Linked DNA regions of Mus musculus: all the other regions are linked to region 1. A link is a contact called in public HiChIP or PLAC-seq, capture Hi-C and promoter capture Hi-C data. All regions are on one chromosome and are shown on one strand. The core of a region is the stretch at or near the end of the contact, and the rest is flanking DNA. Distances in the headings are between cores, read along the strand shown.

Region 1 (2,573 bases), core at 39-2,538:
TGCGAGGAGGCCAGGTCTGCTTAACTGTGCCCCCACCCGAACATTCGAGCTCAGCCACAGAATTACCTCCAGCAAGAGCTTTGGGGGATGGAAACTTTTAGGGAAGCAGGTGGAGTTGCTTCAAATAAAACTTTTCAAACATTTGTTAAGTCCCACGGTTACTGAGAGCCTCCCCGGTTTGCCTCGAGCTACTACATGGTGCCTGTGCACAACCGCGCCTGCTGCCACTCCGTCCCGACGCTCCCTTCCACTAGGGGAGGGGAAAACAACTTTCGGAAATAAGGCGCGTCCACAAAGGCAAGTGTTACACTGGACTTCTCCACCTCCATCTCAGGCAGCGGCTCCTGTGGCCAGCAGCCCTGGATGCAATCCACGGGCCCCCTCCCACACTGGGCATCTTTTCAGACCTCAAGAGAGAGACCGTAAGGAGGACCAGGTGCTACCGTCAGACCCTAAAGGCAATTGTACAGACAACAAAGACCGCAAGCGATCAAAATGGAATTATAATCCCCGCGGTCCCAGCGCCCCCTCTCCGCCCGCCGAGACTCAGGGCCGCCGCGCCCGCCTCTTCTCTTCCAACGCAAGGGTCCCGCGTCCTGTCCACAGTGTGCGCCCCGGCTGCAGGTTCTCCGGTCCCCGGGGCTAGCCTCCCGCCGCCCGTGGTTTTGCAATCTCTGCGCCGCGGCTTCAGTGTTCTAACACCCGGTTCGAAATCTTTCCCGCCCAGGCGTGACGCGAGGAATGCAAACAATCAGCCGAGCGCGCCCGCCTGGACCGGGATAGGGGGACAGTGGGGAGTCCCGGGGCCGAGCTGGGTGCACCCGCGGGCCGGGCCCGGAGGTGACACAAAGAAGCCCGGGACACCAACGCCAATCGCTGGCGCTCGCCGCGATCCCCAGGGTGCCCCGCCCGCCGCTAAGTTTACAGCGCCCCGCGCGCCCCGCTGTCCCCTCCCGGGTGAAGTTTCCCACGGCCCAGCTGGGAGCCGGGCATCCAGAGACTCCCGTGGGCCCCCCGGGCTCCCCGCTGGGCTCTGGGGACTCCGCAGGGCTCGTGCCCGCCTCTTCCCCGCCCTCCCGCTCTCGCAGGGCGCTTTAGGGCGCGGAGCCCCCCGCGGCTGCGCTCACCGTTGTCTGCCCGGCCGGGAGGCGAGGGCCGGAGTTCGACCCGACCTACTCCGCGCCCCCCTCGCCTCGCTGCCTCGATGGCGCCCCTCGATCGCTCTCCCGCTCGCTCTTCCGTGCGGCCGAAGGCTTGCGGCGCAGCCGAGCGCGCTCCGCTCTGGACTGGAGGCTACAGACCACGCCCCGCGCCCTCCCGGCCCGCCCAGTCCCGCGCTCGCCGCCGCCCGGAGCAGCGCACTGGGGGCGGAGCCGCCTCCCTGCGGCCACCGCAACTTTCCCTCCGCCTTACAGACCCTTGCAGGTGGCGGGAGTGAGGAACTAACTCCGAACGCAGGTTCACGAGCCTCCGCCTCCGTGCCTACCCGCAGCTGGAGACAAAGGGGAGGCCGACTCTCCTAGAACACTTTTCAGGCGGGTTTCACTTCTTCACGGTGGGTGGATGCCTAGATCTACAAATCAGCGAGCCGACCGCGATCCGGTCCTTGAACCCAGGTGGAGCCTTAGAGAAACATGGACTTTTCATCGGCTTCTTAAGAGTGTCAGGAAGCCCAGACCTCGACCTCACCTACGGAGGTAAGATAAGGAGGTGCTTATTTAACAATGCAGATAAGTGACACCCCCCACCCTATTTCCCTGTCCCCCCCCCCCCCGCCCCGCGCGTGCCAGCCTGCAGGATGGGCTGAGGAGAGCCGCCTCAAACAACGACATTCAGGAGAAAGTGGGTCCCTGGGAATCTGTCCTGTAGGTGTCAGTTGGATTTTCCAGCAAATTACTCAATCCTGTGAACTCAGGATGACATCACCTGACTCCCACTCGCGTTTCGAGTCGCTGTTATAGTATTAAGACTCTTGAAGTCAGACACCAACGCATCACTTCACTGTTAAATCACAAAGAGGCAGTGGCCTGAGTTTCTATCGCAATCAAATTTAACTTCATGCAAGTCCCGCCTCATGCATATTGTGTAGCTGCAGAATCTTATCTGGATTGCTTAGTGCGCTACTGATGGCCCAAATTAAATGGTAAGGGTCGAAGATTAAAAGTTTGACGACAGTGGGTTCAGCTAATCCATGTTTCCGGGAAACGTAGGTTTTAATTCTATCCACACTCTCCTCTCTGCGAGTATTGAGGTGACACAAGTAAACTGTGAAAATACATGCTTTATTGTCTTTTTTCGCCGTACTATATCTGCATGGCATTTCTTGTATTCTAGGTTCACTCTGACCTTCCAAGTTCTTAGACTATTTGCTATGCATCCCGTAATGGCTTGGTGGGCGGAGCTCGAGGTGTGGTTCAGTGGGTAGCCTGCTTGCCTAGCTTTGATCCTCAGCACTTCATATAAACATGAAGTGATGGTGCCCACTTGTAATCCAACACTCAGGAGGTGGGGACAGGAGGATTGGGAAATCAAGGCTTGCCTCAGCCACATAGCAAGTCTGAGACCACGATGGG
Region 2 (2,573 bases), core at 30-2,529, 510 kb after region 1:
ATTGCATTTGAATTTTTTACTTTAAAAAACATAGCCATCTTTTACTTAATTTTCCACTTAGTATTTAAAAGCGTGGGACACTTTTCTCCTTATCTACCATCCCAGAAGAGTGAAAGTACAAAATTTAAGCCCCAAGTAATCCAGGAAAAAAAAAAAAGAAGGTTTTATTAGCTGGTTCTATTAGCCGTTTGATCATGACTAGCATGGAGTAGAAAAAGTTTAGAGAGTAGAACACTTTCCATGTGTCTAGCGGTGATTTTTTTAAAATGGAATATTTTGCAATACACTACACTTCAAAAAAAAATAATTACCGTGAAAAGTTGAAGAAAGTTTAGGCAAAAATGTTGAGAAACATTTCTGGAGGATATTTCCCCAGGATTGCACATTTGTTTCAATAGGAGAAGCATGTGAATGGATGTACAGGGTCTCCGCAGGATCCTAGCACCATTCTTGATGGAGTTACCTGGTACCTGCCAGATCCACATCAGTCTGTGACTTTCTGGCGAAAGCCAGGTCCCTCTGAACGCTAGGTAGCTGTGCCCAGAACCCCACCGCTCATCTAGACGGAGTTGGTCCCCACGCTTTCCTACCTGCGTAGTGGTCAAACACAGTGGGCACGTATTCCTCTGGGAAGGCGTCGTTGGCGTAGCTCATCAGCAAGCAGGTCTTCCCCACCGCGCCGTCCCCGACCACCACGCACTTCAGGATCCTGTTCTCCTCATGTCCATTGCAGCCGCAGCTGCTGTCGGTCCTCTCTCTGCAGCTCATGTTGGCGGCTCCCGCAGCAGCTGCTGGGGCTTCTGCAGTGCATGGAGCGGTGGCACCGGCCCCAGGCTGGAGCTCAGGCGGCCTGACTCTGGCTGGCCGGGCTCTCCCAGGCACAGCCCAGACACACTCGAGCCCCGCAGCTCACCATGCTGGAGAAGGAAGGCACTCTTGGGAGGAGGGATGAAAAGGGTCTGTCCCTTTCTCCCAATCCCAACGGAGAAGTGGAGTTGGGGGTAGAGCTGGAGTTAAGAAACTCTCATGTCCATAGACTTCCCGGGACTTCCTGGCAGTCTAGAAATATCAGCAGCCCGTGAGAATCTCACTCTACCCTCCCCATCCCCAGCCTGGCTAATGACACGGTGGGATTTGGATAACTCCTGCCCGGTTTTCCACCACACAACTAATATGGAGGAGAGAAGGGCTTTTAAACGGAGTTTCCCCCCCCTCGCTTCCTCCAGCTTGCCGAGTGTCAGGAAATCGTGGGTTTCCTGCTGCATTCCATATTAGGATCAGTGGGCCGGGGAAGGCGGCAACAATGGGGCTCTGTGCGTGTGTTTGGACTTCTGGGGAACCAGGCCAGGACACGGAGAGGGGAAAACACTAGGGGTCCTGCAGCCAGCTTAAGCTGTCAAACTTCCTGCTTTATCCCCTGCTAGCTAGCCAGGCTGCTGGCTTGTGGCTGGGAAGAAGCCAAAGAAGAAAGGATGGAACCCGGGGAGCAGTGTCTGCCGCGGAAACTAGGGAGAGGACTGAGTTTGAGAGCTTGAGGGAGCTGAGAGGACCTCATAGGGATTGCAGGCTAACATATGACGTCATCCTCCCTCCCTGACTCACCAGTTCAAATCGACAGTTTTTTTTTCCCTTAAACGAGAATCTCAAGCAATTCTTTTCCGCAACAAGGAAGGAAATCTTCCAGAGTCACACGATTTTGAAGAGGGGGGAACGTTGTGCAGGTTGTAGGTATATTATGAGTGACCAAGTTTACAAGTCTGTGTTTGAGCACAATGCTCAAATATACATTTCAGACTCCCCAAAACAACCCCAATGATTTTTTTTTAAACAGAGGAAATCAATCAGATATTGGGCTCAATCAGATATGCTGAGCTCAGGACTCACACTTTTGGAAGTGAGAGAGAGAGGCACATAGTGTGGCCTTTTGGCTTGGTTAGAGTCTCTAATGCTGTGTATGCATAGAGGCTTCTCCTTTTCTTCGAATCATCTCCCCCTGGGTAGGCCCAGCTCTCCTCAATGACACAGGCGCATAGCAGCCAGTTTGGTGCCTGAGAACGAAGCCCCATTTGATAATGGACAACGTGAACCTACAAATGATTTTGACGAATGGGTTAAAGTAAAAAAAACCCTTTGCTTTCCTATGAGATTTTGAAGATTGCAGATTATCTAAGGGCTTTGAGCGGTTTCACTGTGGCCGGGACGGGGAAAAGTCAGCTTTAGTGACTGTCAGTAACTTAGGTACCTACAACTCATGTGCATGCTGTCAAGGTACAGAGTCCACACCTCTTCTGTTTTGAATAGAGTAAAACTTGCCATGATGCTTGGTGCCCCAACATTTCTTTCCTATGAAAGAAAAACATTTCAATTAGGTATAGAGTGTATCAGGGATGTTATGTTACCATAACAATAATCCCCAAAGTTCAGAATTCGAAATAACTTTCTCTTTCTTCCTTCCTTCCTTCCTTCCTTCCTTCCTTCCTTCCTTCCTTCCTTCCTTCCTTTCGTTCTTTCTTTCTTTCTTTCTCTCTCTCTCTCTCTCTCTCTTTCTTTCTTCTTCTTCCTCCTCCTTTTCC
Region 3 (2,573 bases), core at 21-2,520, 510 kb before region 1:
ACCTGGAATGACTAGCTAACAACAGCTCCGTGCATTTTAGGTGCTGAGCCCTGAGTTAGGCGCAGGGGAGCCTTTCATGCATATTCTTCACAGAGCTTTCACTTGGGTACCAGTTCCCAATTCTCTGTAGAACTGGAACCCTGAAAAACCGTTTTAAGAGCTAAGGCTTTTCTTTTGTTTTTTTAAGGGTAAGTATTGAAAGCTTCATCTTTCTACAAAGAAACATAAAATTCTAGAATGATGGGACCAGTATAACATTTGCAGTCTCTCCTCACACACCCTAGCACTAGAACTAGAACCCAGTCTTAATGGCTTCCACGTCTTCTTTCCCTGAGCCTCCAGCGCTCTAGAGATCATTCCTTCTAAGTGTGTGTATTAATAGAAGAAATATTCAAATGAGATTATATTCCGGAAAGTCTCTGAAACTAACCTAAATGGCCTAGATGGTTGCACGAGAGGTTTCTTTTAATGTACATCACTGTAGAGATCAACACCCCAACAAGTGTAGGCGAGGCAGGGAAAGGATGCAGCCTGCAGGCATTAAAACTTTGCAGAGTGTTAAGACTGCAAATGATTCACCTTTACCTTCGAGAGGACCATTATTGTCTTGGAAACCTTAAAGTCCCTGCTGTCCTTTCCTGGCAGAATCTCCTGTCCAAGACCACAGAAAACAACCACCACCCTTCTCCCCTTGAGCAACAGAGAGCAACCACTATCTGAACAGAGCAAGGAACCCTTCCCAGCACTAGACACGAACCGCGAAGCTTCCTCCTGGAGGAAGGATTCTCCAAGCTTGACGCCCCTATGGCAGGAGACAGAGCTCAGGATAAAGTGCTCAGAAAGGAAAATACCGGGGGCGTGGAATAGATAGCCCAGCTTCAAGCTATCTGCAGAACTATCATAGCCCGGAGCCGAAAATCACAGTTCCCCAGAAAACCCCTAAAGGAAAAGGGTTAGGTAGGCAGCCGGTGCCAAAGCAGCAGCTGCAACTCGTGCGAAGCGAGCGGGCGGCAGAACAGCCCAGGGTCACCCACCTGGAGCCGTCTGAGGATCGGCGACCTTGCAGTCGTGTCCCTCACAATCTGGTGACCAGGACCCGGGGTCTGCCGCCGTTACCAGGGCTCAGTGCACCAGATTCTGACCCAGAGCCTCTAGTCTTGCCTCTACTTACCCAGATCGTCGCGGTCTCTGGCCAGCTCTGCTCCCGAGGTCGAGGAGCACGGGCCCAAACAACGGAGAGCCCCGGAGACCGCGGAGCGCGCAGCCCTCTGCAGAGGGACCGCAGCCGCGCGCCCCCTCCCCAGCGCGGAGAGAGACAGCTGGTCGCGCCAATGCGCGTGGAGCAGTGGGGCGGGGCTAGGGCCGGGGGCGGGGTGAACTCAGCCAGCCACCTGCCAGCCGACTGCCCAGCGGCCTGGGAGAGACCTCCGTGCTCCCGCCCCGGACGCATCACCGCTGCATAAAGACATCAGGACCAGGGTGGAGGGACCACTAAAGCAAAGCAGGAGGACTGCAAGAGGGTAGAAACCCCTCATTTCCTGAGACGCACATCCGTAAAAACCTTGTTTGAATTTATAAGGCTCCCACCGTGAATCCCCCCTGGAACATTAAAGACAAGGTAGAAAGCATATCTACAGATAAAGATTGATGGGAAAGATGGCTCAGCGGTGAACAGCACGTATTTCTCTTCCAGGGGGTTTAAGATCGATCCCCATACACCCACATTAGGCGGCTCACAACCACCTGTAACCAGCCCTAGCTGGATCTTTTGCAAAAACAAAATTAAAAAGCAAGATTCATAACAGTACAGAGACAATAAGGGGCCGGGGGAGGATTTTATTTTATTTATTTTGTCGAGACAGGGTTTGTCTGTGTAGCCTTGCTTGTCCTGGGACTCACTCTGTAGACCAGGCTGGCCTTAAACTCACAGGGATCCACCTGTCTCTGCCTCCAGAGTACTGGGATTAAAGGCCTGTGCCACCATCCACTGGCAGACATTTTATTTGTGTAGCTCTGTACGACCGACCTGAAACTCATTGTGAACCAGCCTGGTATTGAACTCACTGAGATTCACCCACCTCCACCTCAGAAGCTGCACCTGGCTATGGAGAAAATTATATATATATGGTGAGAAACAGAAATAAACTCACTAAACAGAACCTCAACCTGGTACTGGTACAGTCCTCACTCTGGAACAGGAAGGTGTCAGCTCAGGTGGGAACCAGCACAAATATGGCTCTGTGCACACAAAGGTGTGGCCTCCCCAGCTCAGGGCCTGTGGCTTTGGGATGTTTTCAAGCTGAGACCCTGTAAGTCACACACACACTCTGACAGGCTTGTTTCACCATGTCCAAACCTCAGGCTCTGTGCACACCAGGCAAATACCCTTTGCTCCAAATGGGGCTGGAATAGTGAGCACCCTCATCTCCGTCCCCACTTGAGAGGAACAAGGTAAGCAGACCCCAAGGGATGTCCTAAAGGAAACAGTAATCCAGCCGCGGTTCTGATATGAGATGTCACATGGGCCATGTTCTGTGCTCACCTGTCAGCATGGATGTGGTACTCCAGCAGGC
Region 4 (2,573 bases), core at 33-2,532, 460 kb before region 1:
TGGCCCAATCCCATGCCATACTCAATCCTACACATGCCAGAAGCCCCCTTCTCTAGGTATTTTCCCTAACAGGAAAGGCAATGAGAACCAGTGAGGGTGAAGAGAGCACAGATTTGGAGCCAAACTTAGGACAACATTCCTAGTGATGGAACCCTCGTTTATGGAAGGCACTTGCTCCCACCATCAACCCAGGACAGTTTGAGAATATTAAAGAGGGGGTACCAGGCCTCCATCTTGTTCTCTGCCCGCAGGACACAGCCATGTGACATTTTGGACTCAGGGATCCAACGTAAGGATCAAGAATAAGCTGCTGAAGCTAAGAATGTAGCTCAGTGGTAAAATTCTGCCTATTCTAAGGAGTTCAACCCCAGTCTAACAATAATAAAACAAAGGACAGCGAGAGATGCCCACTGTTCAACCTCGTCTGGAGTACCTCCATCCAAGGCCAACAACCTGCCCGGGAGACCTGTAAATGGCATAATTCCACTGCTAAACCCTGTCTGTCACAGGGCATGCTGGTGTAGAAAGTGCATGGTCAGAATGTCAGAAAGATCTGGATCAATGCTGGCAAGCTTGTGATTTGAATTTGTCCCTTCCTCTTGGACAATGAGACATGAAGCACAGCACAGTTACTGGGGTTAGAGAGCTAATGTCCCCACGCGTGCACACAGGCTGGACGTCTACGCTACCCTGGATTGCCTACCTCCTTGTCCAGATTGGCAGTCTTGGAGTGGCAGGTGGTCACCGTGGCATTGTTCCACAGAAGGAGGTCATGCATGGGTGCACCAACTATCTTACTTCGACCAACCACCACCGCGTGCCTTCCGGCAATCTGCACCCCTGGAAGAGAAGCCAGCACACATTAGAGATGGAGAAGCAGCTGCCCTCGTTCACACACCACCCAGATGGAAAACAGCAAAAGTGCACAGAAGCAGATCGTCTGCATCCGACAGAAATCTTCCTAAGAACGCTCCTACGCCAAGCACAGCCTCAGCTCCAGCTTCAGCCTGGGACCTGCCCACTGTCCTTCCTACAGTAGGGCTTGGGGTTCCGCTTAGGCCAAGATCTGTTCATTGAGTCATGAGGGAGTGGGAAGAAATCCTACACTCAAAAAAGAAACCTCAACACACAGCTAACAGCCATATGGAAGTAGCTATCAGACTAAACTACGCGGGCAAAACAGTCATGAAAACTACGGCATCTGGAACAGGGTCAGGGCAAAGGAGAGAATCAGATTAGTATCAGTACGACTCCCCAGATTCAGTGAGTTTATTCATACAGTTTCTCATCCAAAGTTCTGTCTGGCTTAGGGCCTGAACACAGGGTTATCTCCCGGGGAGAGATAATAGGAACTGCAAGTGGCTGGAAAGCCTTTCGCTGACTCAGCACCTGCACTCCTGGCACTTTGCCAACATCCCCCCACCCCAGTGCTGAAGACCAAACTCAAGGCCTCACTCACACACGCTATGCCTGGGCTCTTCCATGGAACTGCCCCAGGCTTGTGCTTCTTTTGAGACACTAGCTGGCCTGGATTGCCCTGAACATCCTCTCTAGAGCACAGGCAGGCCTTGAGGTGCTTTTTAGAACTGAAACCTGAATCCTACAGAGGTGACAAGTCTCTCCCTCGCCCTCTGGCCTGTGAGATGCAGCTATGACCGTCTGTCTAACATGAGAAGAGAACAGGGAGAAAGCTGCACAGGGTTACCCCGTTACCAGGAGGGGCCTGAAATGGGCCGCCCAGACAGAAAGGAGCAGAGTGCTCCGAAATACTCTGCCTGGCCACTCTACCCTGGCAAGGCTGAAAAGCTATGAACCCTTGCTTGGGATTTAAACCACACTTTGAAAAAGAACCAACTTCATCAGAAGACCAGCACTTAGAGAATGCTAACACCATGACTACACTAGAATTGAAGTCCTTGAAGTTTGAACGAATTGACAAGTCCATTGCTGGGTTGAATGGATAGGTCAACTACAGAACAACTGACAAGCATGCTGGAGCCCCTGGCTTTCATTCTCAGCACTGCAAATCACCCAATCAATTGACCAATGACAACTTTACTAATTAAGACTCAGCAAAGATTTGAAGCTACCTTAAGGCAACAGTAGCTTGTGGGACACCAGGAAGTCACGGGTGTAATAGCTCATGGGACTCTTTCCTATAAAGCTGTAATAAATATTGGCTAAACACACTGAAGAATATAAATTGTAGTTCTGAACTATCACAGCTGGGTCAAGGCTTCTGGCTTGGCCTTTGCTGGCCAACCACAGACAACTTTCATTACTAACTCTGGCCAAATGCCTCCCTTGAAACTTCTGACCTGCTTCTTTCTAACAGGACTCGTTTCTGTGCAAAAAATAAACTCTGCTAAAAGTATTTATAAGGAAACTAAAATACAAAGGTACTAGCTATGTACTGAAGTAATGTGGGGTGAATGTTCACAAGATCCACTCCAGCCATCTGTCTAGTGTTGGAACCACAGTTGACTTGGGGCTGGTTCCAGGGGCAGGAACCCACAACATTACTCACTTTGTACTGGCAGAATTCTCATTGGCATTTAGGAGTCCCACCCCCA
Region 5 (2,573 bases), core at 43-2,542, 400 kb before region 1:
GTGAGCTCCTCAGATTATCACAAGTTACTATGTAAAACCAGGACCTGTGTGGCTCAGTTAATGTGGGAGATCCTATTTGGAAAAACAACAACAACAACAACAACAACAACAAATCCCCAAGGGCTAAAGAGATGGTCCAGCAGTTAAGAAAGCTTGCCGTGTAAGCAGGAGACCAGTGTGGGGATCCTAACTTCCGTGTAACAAGCAGGCATGGTCAGGCATGCCTAGATCCCCAGCACAGAAAAGGCTAAGTCTGGTGGTTTTCTGGCTCCCAGATTCAGTGTATATCCTTTCTCAAAGGAGTAAAGCAGAGAGTGTTAGCGAAGCACACCTGTCACCTTCTGGCACACACACACACACACACACAGCCATGCACATCTGCATAAACATACCCCAGTCTCAAATAGTGTGTAAACACAAAGGGTGTTTTATTCTGCAGAAGTCCAGCATGTTGGGGTCTCCCATTAGCAAGATAGAGAGACCCTCAAGTGAGCTCACAGGCTCAATTTAAAGCACATTAGGGGGATTTCGGGCTTGGTGACCTTATCCTGTTCTATCTCCTAAGAGACATTCCAAAACCATTATCTGGGCATTGGGGCTGGACTCTTTGCAACAGAAATAGGCCAAGAGGAAGAGATGTGACTTCTTTCGCTTATATTATTGAGGTTGTTACATTTGTTAAGCATTGATTCTTTCTTTCTTGTAGTATTAGGGGTTGAATTTAGGGCCTCTAGAAGGTTAGGTAAGCACCCACACTACCACTGAGCTACAGTTTCAGCCCTACATGAGTATAAGTCTTCATGAAAACATGTTTCCTTGACAGCTCTTTACCTAATGGCTTCAATATTCACTGATGATCCTTGCCCAAATCAGTTATTTCATTAGGAATTACAAAATAATCATTTCCAGCTGGGCATGGTGGCATATGGCTGTAATTCCAGCCCTAGGGAAGAATTTCTAGCTTGGACTATACAGCAAGACCCTCTTGATAGATTATTTCAACACCACCAGTGAAATAAGCCAGTTCAAGCCCAGTTAGATTAGATTAAAGCCAGGTTCATCGGGAAGCTGCTCTTAGGCAGCCGAGTTCACAGGCCAGGGAAGTCACCATGGGGAAAAGGGTGGGGAGGGAGAGAGAGAGAAAAAAAGGGGATACACGCAGAGAGAGAAGAGGAGTCTCTGGGGGAAGGGTAGCCCAGCCCCTGGACCGGAAAGTCAAGATTGGGGGCAGGGTATGCCAAATAGGGACTGAGGGATGCTGGGAGAACCTGGAGTCCAGGTCTGCTTTGATATGTAAAATATGTGCTTCAGTCCTCTGATTGGACCTAAACCAAACACCTCTCTCACCCCTCCTTACTCCCCTCCACCCCGGCTAAAAAACAAAACCAAAACCAAACCCAAATCAAAACACACACACACACACACACAAAGAGCCAGTGTGCAGGCTCAGCAGGTAAAGGCACATTTTGTGGAAGTCTGATTGATAAAAGGAGAGAAGAGATTCCTGCAGGTTGTCTCTGATCTCCATATGTTTACAGTGGCACAGGCCGCCTCCCTCACGACAATAACAAAGATAATTAGACATAATAAAATACAATGATAACTTTTAAAATTCCTTGAGTGTTCTGTAGCGTTTGCTCTCACGAGGGCTGTTTTGGTTCCTCCTTCTTGCCGTTTTAAGTCAGTGCCCTTGTTTCTTATGAGATGCTAATGTTTCAAGTTAGGACCCTTTCTCCTGAGGTGGTGAGTTCATACTGAGTTCACAGTTCATAAGAAGTGACATAGATCTTTCCATATTGTTTCAAGCGGGAAGTTTAATCCTTGTGTTGGTACATTCAGGACAATGATGAAGTCTACAATTTGAAGAGAGGCAGTGTTGTTTACTCTGAGGGACCAATTGATGGGCAAACTACTGGTGATAAATGTCAGCAAGATTTGATCCACCAAGAAAAGCTAACGTCTGAGTTGGACAGAGCTCCGTTTTCCTGCGGCTGGGAAACCACACCTGAGCAATCCCATCACCAGGATTTCCTCGGTCAGTTGGCCACTCTCCTGAGTGACAGCATCGGCCCTATACTAGCCACAGAGGAAGCGGTGAAAGAGAGGATCCAGGAAATGGGTGCAAATGAACAGTCGTGGAAATGCGTGAGTGTGCTCCGAAAAATTATCCTTTCCAATTTAATTCTCTTTTTCTTTTTCCTTTTTTGTTCCTTTCTTTTTTCTTCTCTTCCTCTCTGTCTCTGTCTGTCTCTCTCTGTTTTTTTGGTTTTTTTTTTTTTTTTTTTTTCAAGACAGGGTTTCTCTAGGTAGCCCTGGCTGTCCTGCAACTTGCTCTGTGGACCAGGCTGGCCTCAGACTCACAGAGCTCCTTCTGCTGGTATTGAGGACACACACCACTATTGTCTGGCTGAATATTTTTTTAAAAAATGTATGTGCTTGTGGGAGTGCACCTAAACATGTGCATATGCATACATATGTGTACCAGTGCATGTGGGGGTCAGAGGCGGACCTGGGCTTGTTCCTGACCAGTGGGGTCTAGGGATCTGCCTGCCTCTAGTACCTGATTTGCAGAT
Region 6 (2,573 bases), core at 34-2,533, 380 kb before region 1:
AACCCCAAAACAAACAAACAAACAAACTTGACTCTTAATGCTTAAATAAACACCGGGAAATTACAAAAAGGATTTCTTGCTGCTGCTCCTTTCTCGGGCAAGTCAGCTAGAAGCCTCTGAGAGGCTCAGAGCTCGTTAACACTTTTTGAACCAGAAAGAAAAGAAAAGAAAAAAGAAAAAAGGAAAGGAAAGGAAAGGAAAGGAAAGGAAAGGAAAGGAAAGGAAAGGAAAGAAAAGAGAAAAGGGAAAGAAGTCACTCACACAGAGAACACACACACACACACACACACACACACACACACACTTTGGGTGAAGTGGAAAACAGCTACACCACCTTTCTTTATTGCTATCAGCCTTTTTATAGCGTTTTAGACAAAAAGTTCTCTATGTAAGAAAGAATTACTTTATAGATAAAATGTTCCATAAAAAGGGAGTTTCAGAAAGGTATGAAGAACAAGTTCAAAGCAGTGTTTCCTTCTCTAAGCTCATTCTAAGTTCCAACAACAGGTTTTACATGGGCTTGCCTTATCGTGTGCACACCTGTGGCTTCATCCTTGGAACTGAAGGTTTCCTTGAACACAAAGTTGTCCCAAGCCTATATCTTTCTTTAGTGTAATTATGAAAGCTCACTGCATATCGTCTTATGCAGCATTTACTGACTAACCTGAGAGAAAAGTCCATTGCCCCGACCCCCACCCCCGAATAAATGGCTGGGGCATCCATCTAAGGCTGCAGCAGTGTGTGGATTGTTGACTCTGTATGAGGCGACTACAGAGAGCTCCAGAGAGGCTCCGTCCTCAAGCCCCAGGCAGACAGCTACAGCCAGGGGCAGCACCCCAGCCCAGAGCTGGGACTTGGGCAGCGCCAGGGTCGGATTCACTCAGCCTAGAGATGGACAGGGGACCCTGGAGTGCAACTGCCTGTACGGTAGTTTTTTTGTTTTTTGTTTTTGTTTTGTTTTGTTTTGTTTTGTTTTGTTTTGTTTTGTTTTGTTTTGTTTTGCAGAGACAGTGAGCTGATGTGGGTATCTATGCCCAAAGGAGCCTTTCTGTGTTCGCTTCCCCACATCCTCCTTGTCTACACAGGACACAGGACAGCCAGACCAGGTCTCCTGACTGCTTGCGCTGCAGGCTGCCTGAGATCAGTACACATGCTGCCAGCTACAACCCAAACAAAAGACAGAAAGCTGGCTCCAAAGCACAGAAGCCTTAGGTCTTTCCACAGTCAGCCCTTCCTCGCGAATAAAAGAATCACAGAGGACTGCAGTGTCCCGAATCAAACAGCAGAGGGAGACAGAGGTACAAAAAGCTCTGGATCATTGCTGAACGAACAGCTTGCTTCAAGGCTGGAGCTGCTTAGAATCTTAACATTATCTCAAGATAATAAATGTGACTTGGATCTCTGAGTTCTAATGATGGGGTTGTGGGCAGCTTCAATTACTCTGACAAAACACTTTCTGTAATTACAGGATCTTGTGGTACCAGAAGCACCTGAGCTAGAAGGCACAGCCCTGAGACATTGTATTCTGCTTCTGTTCTTTGGCGGTCATCGTAGGAGTCGTTAGGTTTTACAGCCAGGGGTTTCCCAAAATTCTCCTCCTTCACTGTCCGCTGGCCTTCAACTCTAAGTGTTCCCTTCCACATGGAGGGACCCTACCCAATGTCCTTGCCTGCGGGTCAGAAAACTCAAATGGCCATCTAGGCTAAGGCCACCTTCCTGCTCAGAATTTGCTTTCGGGTTGCTACAAAACTTGAGGTCCTGAAGATCCCAACAGTGCGGCAAAGCCAGTTTTACCCGACTTGAGCCTGCGCAGGCGGACTGCTCTTGTGTCCATCGAAGACCTGGCAACAAAACGTGCCTGGATTCCAGCCAATCAGGGTGTGGGGGTGGTGTCAGGGCGCTGCCCGGGCGGGGTGTTGGGCGGGGCAGAGTTGCGTGCCTGTTGGTCTCTGTCGCAGCAGGCAGGTGATTTCCCTGTCTTGGCTCCTGGCGGCTTCGCATTTTCTCTCAGATCAGCCAGACTGGGGTCTGACTCTAAATGCTGGGAAGTTTTCCAGAACCTTGCAGTGCTGGCTACAACTCTGCATGTGCTCCGTGTGCAAGGTTCCCCTAAGCTGTACGTGTACTCAGCTCTGCAAGCTGGCTTTAAACTCACAGAGATTGTTTTCCTTCCAAGGGCTGGCATTACAGGCTGTGCCACCATGCGCAGCTTATTACTTTTAAAAAATTCTTATTTTTATTTTACGTGTATATGTGAGTGTCTATATATTTGTGAGTGTTCCGTGTTGTGTGCCTGGTGCCTGTGGAGGCCAGAAAGTGTTGAGTCCCCTGGACCTGGACTTACAAGCAGCTGGGAACTGCTATGTGGGTGCTGGGAACTGAACCCTTGTCTTCTGCAGGAGCAGCCAGTGCTCACAACCTCTGAGCCATCTAGTATGTAGCCTAGGATGGCCTGGGAATTGGCTATGTAGACCAACTGGCCTCTAACTCACAGAGATCCGTGTACCTCTACCTCACCAGCTGTGCGTGTGTTTATCTTAAGTCATTTATTTACTCTATGTGTATATGTGGGT
Region 7 (2,573 bases), core at 29-2,528, 360 kb before region 1:
TGTTGAGGCTGACATTGTATAAGTTTCCCTCCAAATCCCCCCCGCCCCCCCCCCCCCCCCCGGTTTTCTTCTATTAGAGTACCGTCCACCAAGAATCACATTCTGGGTCTGAAGGGACATCTCAGCTGTTAAGATAGCTTGCTGCTCTTGTACAGAAGCCTAATTCTGTTCCCAGCACCCATACGCAGGAGGGAATCCCGCACCTATAGTCTCCGTAGACATCTGCACGCCTGTGTACATACCCATGTGTGCATAATTTAAAAGATAAAAAGTAGATCTTTAAAATCCTTCACAAACATCCCCGTGATGTGTGCGGATGGCTTGACGATTAATTAGGTACACCAGTGACACCAGGTTGGCCTACAGGTCATTTGTTTTCCTTTTAACTTTTGCCACCAAAGGCTGCCTTAAAGCCAGTTGTTTCCTCAAAGACTATAAGGTATGGTTTCAGCCTTTGTGTAGAAGGGTCACTTCCAGGCTAAGCGATTGAGCTGGGAGGATCAGATCTACCATCAGGGGGCGCCAGAGACCCTCTCCGCCCCTGTAAAAGCGCAGGCAGATTTTCTCCAGGTGAATTCCAGGAGGCTCGCGGGATCTTGGACCTAACCCATTGCCTTTTTTTCTTTTTCTTTTTCTTTTTCTTTTTCTTTTTCTTTTTCTTTTTCTTTTTCTTTTTCTTTTTCTTTTCTTTTTTTTTTTTAACGAAACAAAACAAAACAAAACAAAAAACAACTCGTTTTCTCTCCCGGCTTCCATCGCCAGCCGCTGATAGATGAGCGTTCAAACCTTCACCTCCAGCCCCATTGCCTTGCCTTTCTGGAGCACAAGCTAACACTCCCTGCAAAGGAATCTGCCTTCATTACTTCGTTATTACTGCTAATTTCGGTGCTATTACCCGAAACCGGGGCCTGGCCCATGCTTCTCAAGGAGAGTTGTCAAACTTAAGCATTTAATGACACGCACGTAGGTCAAAGTATGGAAACAGGATTAAGTGTGGTCCCTGGACGCACGCGGTTAAGTCCAGAATCCCTGGGGATCTGGTCAGAAATTCCCATTCCCGGGCCCCCATCTCGATCCTTCATCGTCAGTCTATTGGAAGCGGGGTGTCCCTAGAGGATGACTGTGAAGTGGCTGGAGGTCCACATCCAGTGGATCTGGTTGCACGGCGCGGGAGTGCCTGAGATCTCTGGCTCCCGGTTTGTGGTCACGTGGGCTTCTCAGCTACCCTCCCACACTCTTTCCAGGTCTTTAAAAGAAAGACGCACTAACGTTCGTTCGTTAGTCGTGGGCAGTCTTTGCAGCTTCTCCAGCTGCTGGCCCTTTTGAAAGGCACTCTCGGGTCCCTGCCTTCTCCCAGGCTTCTAGCATCAACCACCTCTTGAAACTTCCTGGGAGTAGAGGAGGTGGGGAGCTGGCCTGGAGGGAGCGGCTTGTGCGGCCACTGGCATCCCTTGGCATCCGGGTCTGCAGTAGAGTCTGGCAGCCGCCGCAGGCTGAGCGACAACCAGTGGCTGCGAGTCCCGCTCAGGGACCGAGGAAAGTACGTGTCTGCATTTAGAGAATGCAAAAGAGAGAATGTCCACCCGCTAGGTAAGTGTCCCTTTGCTCATAGTGAGGCTTAATTGACTTTGTGGGAAGCCGGCAGAGTATAGAACAAAAAAAAAAGGGGGGGGGAGGGTTGGGGCACGGGCATGTATGCAACTGTTCTGAACACTACCGGAAACAGAAATTTTTACTGACTTTTGGTTTAGTTATATAAATATAATTTCATTTTAAAGGAAGAAAATTCCTGTGGTTTTCCTAGCAGTGGATACGATGATGACGCTTCTTGCTTGAGTGTGGTGGACCAGGGAAGATATGCCTATCTTAGGCAGGTGATCATGGCTTGTCGACTGGCAATCCTTAGTCGTGTCAGAAATAGAGTTTAACTTCTTTCCTGGATAGTCTGAGAAAGATTAAATCTGATTTCTCTTATATGCTGAAGAGGAATCTAACTGTTGCTTCTTCCTGATTACCTGTGGTGACAGTTTCATAGTGGAAAGAGTGAATATTGGTATGTGTGTGTGTGTGTGTCTGTGTGTGTGTGTATAAAACAAAACTATGAATTTGAGCGCTATTCAGAAAGCAAGCGTGACAATTTAACTTAGGATTTAGAAGGCAGGTTTGTGTTTGGCACATAGTACCCTCGAGGAAAGATGTTTATGTCTTGTTCTATTTCAAGTGTTTTTGTAAGCATCACTTGAAATTTCATTGTTACTATAATGATCCGGCTCATGGTGGATATTTCCTCTCTCCGTGTAAATGTTATTTAAAGAGTGAAAGGAAAGATTAGAAAGAGGATATATAGTGACAACAAGAAGAGTGTAATCAGTAGCTTCATTTTCTTACCAGAGCAAGTCTGATTGTAAGGGTTCTCAACCAGTGGGTCGCGACCCCTTTGAGACACCCCCCCCTCCCCTCGATCTCCAAAAACATTTACATTATGATTCATAACAACAGCAAAATTACAGTTATAAAGTAGCAATGAAAACAATTTTATGGTTGGAGGTTAGCATAACACAAGGGTCTGTATT

The links. Promoter capture Hi-C pulls out the DNA fragments that hold promoters and counts their contacts. HiChIP or PLAC-seq counts read pairs in DNA pulled down with a chosen protein or histone mark. Capture Hi-C pulls out chosen DNA fragments and counts their contacts.
Region 2: a promoter capture Hi-C map of cranial neural crest shows a contact between it and region 1. The contact joins the promoter of Rhoj here to the promoter of Syne2 in region 1.
Region 3: a capture Hi-C map of embryonic stem cells shows a contact between it and region 1, with 3 times the contacts expected there. The contact joins the promoter of Akap5 here to the promoter of Syne2 in region 1. A contact is called at or near these places in 6 of 39 promoter capture datasets (cranial neural crest, embryonic stem cells, liver and 1 more), 1 of 484 Hi-C or Micro-C datasets (pre-B cells), 5 of 115 datasets of contacts at active chromatin or transcription factors (bone marrow-derived macrophages, embryonic forebrain, large pre-B cells and 2 more) and 1 of 9 other capture datasets (embryonic stem cells).
Region 4: a promoter capture Hi-C map of liver shows a contact between it and region 1, with 2.6 times the contacts expected there. The contact joins the enhancer-like site here to the promoter of Syne2 in region 1. A contact is called at or near these places in 3 of 39 promoter capture datasets (cranial neural crest, embryonic stem cells and liver), 1 of 484 Hi-C or Micro-C datasets (embryonic stem cells) and 3 of 115 datasets of contacts at active chromatin or transcription factors (bone marrow-derived macrophages, embryonic forebrain and pro-B cells).
Region 5: an RNA polymerase II HiChIP or PLAC-seq map of embryonic stem cells shows a contact between it and region 1, with 10 read pairs. The contact joins the enhancer-like site here to the promoter of Syne2 in region 1. A contact is called at or near these places in 1 of 484 Hi-C or Micro-C datasets (embryonic stem cells) and 8 of 115 datasets of contacts at active chromatin or transcription factors (embryonic forebrain, embryonic midbrain, embryonic stem cells and 3 more).
Region 6: an H3K4me3 HiChIP or PLAC-seq map of embryonic stem cells shows a contact between it and region 1, with 6 times the contacts expected there. The contact joins the enhancer-like site here to the promoter of Syne2 in region 1. A contact is called at or near these places in 6 of 39 promoter capture datasets (cranial neural crest, embryonic stem cells, hematopoietic stem and progenitor cells and 3 more), 1 of 484 Hi-C or Micro-C datasets (uterus), 23 of 115 datasets of contacts at active chromatin or transcription factors (astrocytes, craniofacial prominence, embryonic basal ganglia and 13 more) and 3 of 9 other capture datasets (embryonic stem cells, liver and pancreatic islet).
Region 7: a promoter capture Hi-C map of the HPC-7 cell line shows a contact between it and region 1. The contact joins the promoter of Esr2 here to the promoter of Syne2 in region 1. A contact is called at or near these places in 18 of 39 promoter capture datasets (the C10 cell line, the HPC-7 cell line, HPC-7-derived erythroid cells and 11 more), 7 of 484 Hi-C or Micro-C datasets (the 3T3-L1 cell line, bone marrow-derived macrophages, differentiating embryonic stem cells and 4 more), 16 of 115 datasets of contacts at active chromatin or transcription factors (astrocytes, bone marrow-derived macrophages, craniofacial prominence and 8 more) and 3 of 9 other capture datasets (adipose tissue, embryonic stem cells and liver).

Annotation. Positions count from the first base shown.
Region 1 is chr12:75,817,033-75,819,605 of GRCm38.p6, reverse strand. It overlaps Syne2 (spectrin repeat containing, nuclear envelope 2), which reads right to left and starts at 1,288. Exons shown (of 116, transcript NM_001005510.2): 1 at 1,128-1,288. Gm40447 (collagen alpha-1(II) chain-like) reads left to right here. Exons shown (of 7, transcript XM_011244246.1): 1 at 1-109; 2 at 255-1,697. The coding sequence ends at 1,523.
Region 2 is chr12:75,307,019-75,309,591 of GRCm38.p6, reverse strand. It overlaps Rhoj (ras homolog family member J), which reads right to left and starts at 1,279. Exons shown (of 5, transcript NM_023275.2): 1 at 591-1,279. The coding sequence starts at 768.
Region 3 is chr12:76,323,588-76,326,160 of GRCm38.p6, reverse strand. It overlaps Akap5 (A kinase (PRKA) anchor protein 5), which reads right to left and starts at 1,270. Exons shown (of 2, transcript NM_001101471.1): 1 at 1,172-1,270.
Region 4 is chr12:76,281,155-76,283,727 of GRCm38.p6, reverse strand. Mthfd1 (methylenetetrahydrofolate dehydrogenase (NADP+ dependent), methenyltetrahydrofolate cyclohydrolase, formyltetrahydrofolate synthase) reads right to left here. Exons shown (of 28, transcript NM_138745.2): 7 at 704-840. Among named protein-coding and RNA genes, the nearest start is that of Gm40444, 6.5 kb to the right of the region's middle. Within about 2 kb of position 1,282, at least 17 of the 459 cell types and tissues checked have an H3K27ac peak or open chromatin away from gene starts, as enhancers often do. A contact at or near this core is called in liver, where this site is marked.
Region 5 is chr12:76,213,985-76,216,557 of GRCm38.p6, reverse strand. It overlaps Tex21 (testis expressed gene 21), which reads left to right. Exons shown (of 10, transcript NM_019784.5): 6 at 1,840-2,145. Among named protein-coding and RNA genes, the nearest start is that of Tex21, 31 kb to the left of the region's middle. Within about 2 kb of position 1,292, at least 23 of the 459 cell types and tissues checked have an H3K27ac peak or open chromatin away from gene starts, as enhancers often do. A contact at or near this core is called in embryonic stem cells, where this site is marked.
Region 6 is chr12:76,195,516-76,198,088 of GRCm38.p6, reverse strand. No RefSeq gene overlaps it. Among named protein-coding and RNA genes, the nearest start is that of Esr2, 20 kb to the right of the region's middle. Within about 2 kb of position 1,283, at least 232 of the 459 cell types and tissues checked have an H3K27ac peak or open chromatin away from gene starts, as enhancers often do. A contact at or near this core is called in craniofacial prominence, embryonic basal ganglia, embryonic limb bud and 8 more, where this site is marked.
Region 7 is chr12:76,175,964-76,178,536 of GRCm38.p6, reverse strand. It overlaps Esr2 (estrogen receptor 2 (beta)), which reads left to right and starts at 1,278. Exons shown (of 10, transcript NM_207707.1): 1 at 1,278-1,590.